Regions from separate parts of the Gossypium hirsutum genome. Here region 2 is linked to region 1. Evidence: chromatin contacts called from public Hi-C data. All regions are on one chromosome and are shown on one strand. Each heading gives the region's core, a stretch centred on a gene start, on an enhancer-like site or on the middle of the called end of the contact. The rest is flanking DNA. Distances are from core to core; before and after follow the strand shown.

Region 1 (3,152 bases), core at 352-2,851:
CGGCACTAGGAATAGGAAATTCTATTAGGTCAATTTAGAGCAATTAATTTAATTAATCTTCTAATTTGGATTCACACTACTAATTTGTGACTCGATTAGATTATTAATTATCTTCTGTAATTAATTTAATGATAAAATTCTCCAATCTGCAACCCCTTAGGTATGATCCTTGGAATACTTACTGGTGTTCTGTTGTAACACTTCTATATTACAATTTTACCTGTTCGCTTGCAGATGCCGCTTTAATTTTATATCTATTTATTTTCACAATTTTTGTACTCTAAATGTTTGCATGTTTAGAGGTGGTCAGACGCGATGAAGGAGTCGTGAGAACAGATGGTGGAGAATGTCATGAACCGCGTGAAGGAGCCCACGACCAAGACACCATTTGATGATCCATTTTGTTTATTTAAGGTCATTCGATGTGACAGGATTGACCTATTTCTTAGAGAGACTAAAGCCCATCTACTCAGTCTAGAGAATATGTAAACACTCTAGTAATTTATATTTTACCAAGACGAATATTTTGTAATCCTGAAGGATAATAATGTACTCTCATCTTGTAGATAAGTTTTTAATCTTGACCGCTAATCTAATTTAAATTGTACCGCTAAATCTGAGAGGCTTCAACTATAAATCAAGTCACCCCATTTATTTGTAATCAGTTGATTCTTAAGTAATAAAATATTTTTGAGAATATTTACTCAAACACTAGGGAGGATTTGAAGCAAAAGAATCGCCTAAGGCCATGTGGTTTGCCAGACTAAAGTTTTAGCCTCGTAACATTCAGACTCAGATTTTTACGGATTAAACTTTATCGAACACGAATTCTATTAGAGTCAAATTTTTTAGACTTGAATATGTTCTGATCTCAAACTTTCTCGTACTTATATCATTAAGAGTTGAAATGGATTAATGGAAATGACAATAAAATGAAAATACGTGAAAACATTATCCCGAACCTTTCCCATCATCATATAGCATTTCATAACCTAATTAATACATACATTCATTGAATCTGGAAATGGTAGTACAATAAATACACAAAGAAGACGGGGAAATAATAGTTATAAATCATTTTTAAAGATGAAGAAACGGAAACTCTAAATCTTTAAATCAAGAAACTATATCGTCGAGGGTGATTTGTTTTGGTTAATTAATGATGCATGTACTAATGATATATTTAATATTATCTTATAATGATTTAATCAAATAATCATTTACAATAAACCACTCTATTTAGTTTATTTTTTAATTCAGCTAATCTGACTTGAAAGTTTTGTTGGATTGGATTTTTAAGTGATGTCTCCCCTAGTAGGGCCGAACAAAATTGAAAAATAGAAAATTTATTTAAATTGTAGTGTCTGGTTTGAGTTTTCTAATATTACTATTATTTGAAATGAACCGAATTATATATTTGATTTAATTTATAATTTTATTATATAAATTAAAAAAATAAAAAACCAATAAATAAATTAGGCTCAATTACCTTTAATATTCGACTTAGATGTAGTTTCCTTTATATTCTTTCAATTTTACCCATTGGGCAAAACTTTTGAAAACGTTTCAAAAAGGCCCGTGAATTTCAATACCCGCGCCTGCCCCCTCAAAACGACAAAAAGGGAAAAAAAAGACCTAAAAATTGGCGTTGGATTGACGCTCAGAAAACGCCCTGGCAGCAGCGCCCATATATTCAATTTTGTCCAAATACTATACTATAGATTTTGAATCCGGATCCACCGCCATCCCCCATAATTACACACTCACCCCTTTTTCTTTCTCCCTCTCTCGGCTCAGCTTTGCCGTTGCCGTTGCCGTTGCCGTTGCCGTTGCTGGTGCTTTTCTTCTTTTTCCCTTTAATAACCAAATGAGGAAGGGAGCTAAGAGAAAAGCCGCTTCTCATGAGCAAGAGGAGAAGCAAGTAAAGGCTTCGTCTTCTTCGCAAGAGAATCTCAACAACAACAACCGTAAACCTGCTCCCAAAGCTAAGCTTGCTAAGACCTCCAAGCCTCAGCCCGAGCCTGAGTATTTCGAAGATAAGCGTAACTTGGTATTATTATTTTTCTCTACATTTCCCTCCAAGTTTTACATTTGTTGTTTTGGATTGCCTTTAGGGGTTTTCTTTTATGACTTCACTGTTTTGGTTTATTGAATATCTGGATAGATACGAGGTTAAAACATTAGGTTTTAAGGTTAATTTCTTGGCGCTATTGACTTTTTTTTCCTAATTAAATTTGAGCTTTTAATTCTGGATACCACCGCGGTTAAATTTAAAATTTTATTATATAAGCTTTCGCATTCTTATGTGAAGTGTAGAGTTTAATGGATTCGAGGTTGGAACTTAAATGTTATTTATTTAGATAATTAAATGGGTGAAGTTTTGCTTTGTTAAATTTGTTTTGATGAAAATTGTCGATTTGTGTTGCGCAGGAAGATTTATGGAAAGCTGCATTCCCTGTTGGAACAGAGGTTGGAATTTTGAATTTCGATTTGAATGTTGAATATTTGGTAGTGTTTTTTAAATGAATTTAAGTTCTGTTGCTTATATCGTTTTCCTTTTGTTGTTTGGAAGTGGGATCAACTGGACTCTGTTTACCAATTCAACTGGAACTTTTCGAATTTAGAAGTGAGTTGCAAGAACTTTTTTGCCTTAACTCTTTTCTAATTTTAGCTGCTACTTTGCTACTTTTGTTTTCCCTGTATCATGTGAAACTTGGTGTAGAGCTAACTGAATATTTTACTGTTCTTTTTCTGGTCAGGATGCATTTGAAGAGGGGGGGAAACTATATGGAAAGAAAGTTTATCTCTTTGGTTGTACAGAGCGTAAGTAGCCACGGTCCTCGTACTTTATACATTTCTATGGACACTTTGCGGGTACTTGTGGTGATATTTTTTTTTTTAAATGCTGTTGCATGCTTTACCTCTTGTATTGTTATTTAACTTTACTGTGCTGAAAAGTAAGAATGCTTGTCCTAGGTTCTTAATTTGACCTTAGTTCTCATAAGTTTCTTTCTTGCATCATGTAGTTTCAATTTCTCTGACCTGTCTTTTTGTTCAACAATTACATACTTAATTTTAATTGTTTTCTATTTGTGCAGCTCAATTGGTCCCTTACAAAGGAGAAAACAAAGTCATTTGTATACCTGTGATTG
Region 2 (3,011 bases), core at 503-3,002, 520 kb after region 1:
AATCCTGCAGATTCATGTTGATAAAGTTTAGATACCAAAGAAAGTAAATCTTTGACAGCACAAACTTAGAAAACTTGGACAAAAGAAACTGACCAACAAGATATATACTGTGCCCATTTAAATATGGCTCAACCTCTAGTGACTTATTCTGCAAATTTTATTCACATAATGTAAGATACAGCAGCAGAACAAATCTCAGATGCAGCACAAGTTAGCTTCTCTTTCCAGTGTTTGAGGCCTTAACTAAAAACTAAAATATCACTGGAAATAGATGCCAAAACACTAAATGGAAGAGATTAAAAAAAAAAAGGAGGTATCTAATCACCATATCATACTTTATAAACCAAAGATTAAAATAATTACAGGGAATTTTATCATACCTTTAACATTAAAGCTTCATCAAAAGGTGCATGAATGCTTCCAGTTTCCATTGTTGAAGCTGCGAAATAACATTTTAAAACATAACATCATAGGGATCAATCATATGTGTGATAAAATTTTAAATTCTCAAGAACAATTTAGCCACCTAGGGTCTGAGTAGTACTGCTCTCACTTTGGATAATCTCAACATGAACAAAACATGCTAGTTTCATCCTATGGTAAAACAACATGAAATTCAACCAAGATTAAATGGTACAACTTAGCAGAAAAGTGAGAACATGAAAGGAGACTGACATTTGACAGAAGGCATAGACAAAATGATTTCTGATCTATGCTCCAAGTATTACAAATGGTTATATTAGGAAATTTAATAAAACCCCGCGTCATATCCGCACATCAAAAAACAATGGAATTTACTATCAGGTCAATAGTAAATTTATAGTGTTATGTGCAAAAGTAGCCAAAGTTTCTTTCCTGTCTATTTTCCTTTAAAACGTTGCTATTCTTTTATTCCAATTTTACCTTAAATTTTCGCAATCCAACATATCATTAAAAAGATTGGAAAGAGAGAGGACTTTAATAAATGAATCAATTGTACAAAAATGATAAACGAAATTACAACAGTCATAAAATTGGCATATCAATTTTGTTTCACCTGAAAAGTTCGTATAGGAAGAGCAGGAAACCTCCAAAGAGACTGATCTATGTCGATTGGAAGATGTCTGAACCGGAAAGCGGGCCGAAACAACCACCCGGGTCTTGTGTTCTTGCTTTGCTATCCGACCGAACCGCAAAGAACCAGTCGATTTTCTCCCAAACCTTTCCGACTCAATCCATGTCGGATAATTCCACTTGCATGCAACTCCTGCCTCCATTTTCAGCTTCCAACCGCCCCCGATTCAATAAAATTTTCAAAAATAAAAATTCTCAGTTTTTCTTTTATTAATTAATTCAAGAGAAATTTATGCAGAAATTAGTTAATAATAAAGCTAATGAAACTTTAACAACAGAAATTTCAAGCAAAACTTATGAACTTACCTCAATTAATTAATAAAGATAAAATGAAATTCGTGAAGGGATATTGCTCTCTGACTTTGTATTAAAGCAGAGAAGGCTCGTTTATCATAATCTATTACTGTAATATCTTTAGAAATGCAGTTTGCTCTTTCTGGCAGGAATCATTTTAAAGCGGCGACTGGAGTATGGAAACTGTATACAAATTTTATATATACCTCTATTATATTTAAACAGTGAAACAATGATGACGTGGAAGCAAGGGCATTCCCACCAACCAATTCCCCCCGGCAAGGAGGGGTTGGTAGCAAGCATTCAGAGGAAGAAGGTGAGGTGAGGGGTTGCTTTCGTGCGCTCATTCTTGTGGTAGTTGTTATTCACTCTCCTGCTGCCACGTTTTTAATTTCATAAATTACTGTTTTTGTGGTCAGAAATCTACAAATAAATAATACAATTTATTTTAATCAATATTACATAAAAAAATGTTTCTATGTTTTTTTACTTAAATAACAATCAAAATAAAAAAAATTATCACCATTTTACTAAGGCTTCGTTTGGGGCGGCGGTGCGGTGCGTTTAGCTTACTTTTTATCTCATGCTACAGTATCGCTACAGTATCTAATCTCACTGCCACCGCTGTTTTTACACTAACCGCAGGTAAACGCACCACCCATCTAAACTCACCCTAAGAAAGGCATTTTCCTATTTTATTTACAAAAATAGGTCATTTTATTTATTATTTATCGGAATGGGTTAAAAATACAAAAGCACGTCTACGTAAAAGTGTTTTAAGGGAAAATTCCAGCAAAACGCGTCCTTTAGGGAGCGCTTTTGCCATGTCAGGAAAACGCGTCCTCCCTTATGGGCGTGTTTTAGCCTGTGTTTTTTACCCCTAACGGTCATCCAAACAATCATTTAAAATTTTGATCGTTGGGGGTCCAACAGTAAAAAAAAACTATAAAACCCCTTCCTATTTTTTTACACAAACATTTCTTCCAAAATTCTCAAAAAAGCTCTCCAATTTCTCCTTAAATTTCTCAAAGCTCGCTTTACTTAACTATTTCCTTTAATTTTTTTCTAAATTAGTATTCTTTTTTTTTATAATTTCTAAGATATTTGATCGTGTTAGCAATAGCCAGGGAATTAATTCATCTAGATCATAAACATATCTCCGTCGAACAAATGAAAACAGTAAGGGTTAATTTCAATTTTTGAATATTATTTAATATTTTTTCATTTATGTAATTTTAATTAATTTTTTTATAATTTTTTATAATAGTCTGTAAATCGGATGTTACATGTTATATTCGTAATATGTCTGGTCCTCCATCACCGTTGATAGAAAATTACTTGAGAAAAGTGGGTTTTCGGCACGTGGCCAATATAGACCGGGGGCACAAGTTGGATTCGAAACTCATCAACGCGTTCATAGAGAGGTGGAGTGTAACAGCACGATTTTAGGGCTAGTCAGAACAGTGGTTTCGGGACCACAAATCCGACGTAGAAAGATTCATTTTTATTATATTTTTATTTTATTATATTTTTATGGTCTATAGTTTTATGGAACTATTCTATGAAAATCTTGTTAAAAAATTTTGACATTTGGGCACTCAATT

What was found. A called contact is a pair of places that touch in the nucleus more often than the background predicts.
Region 2: a contact with region 1 is called in a Hi-C map of leaf, with 2.1 times the contacts expected there. The contact joins the promoter of LOC107897604 here to the promoter of LOC107897660 in region 1. A contact is called at or near these places in 2 of 34 Hi-C or Micro-C datasets (both in leaf).

What each region holds. Positions count from the first base shown.
Region 1 is chrA11:38,230,676-38,233,827 of Gossypium_hirsutum_v2.1, forward strand. It overlaps LOC107897660 (protein HEAT INTOLERANT 4), which reads left to right and starts at 1,602. Exons shown (of 14, transcript XM_016823177.2): 1 at 1,602-2,050; 2 at 2,431-2,469; 3 at 2,573-2,626; 4 at 2,760-2,823; 5 at 3,099-3,152. The coding sequence starts at 1,868.
Region 2 is chrA11:38,749,539-38,752,549 of Gossypium_hirsutum_v2.1, forward strand. LOC107897604 (shikimate kinase 1, chloroplastic) reads right to left here and starts at 1,753. Exons shown (of 12, transcript XM_016823123.2): 1 at 1,420-1,753; 2 at 1,037-1,262; 3 at 381-439; 4 at 94-148; 5 at 1-4. The coding sequence starts at 1,256.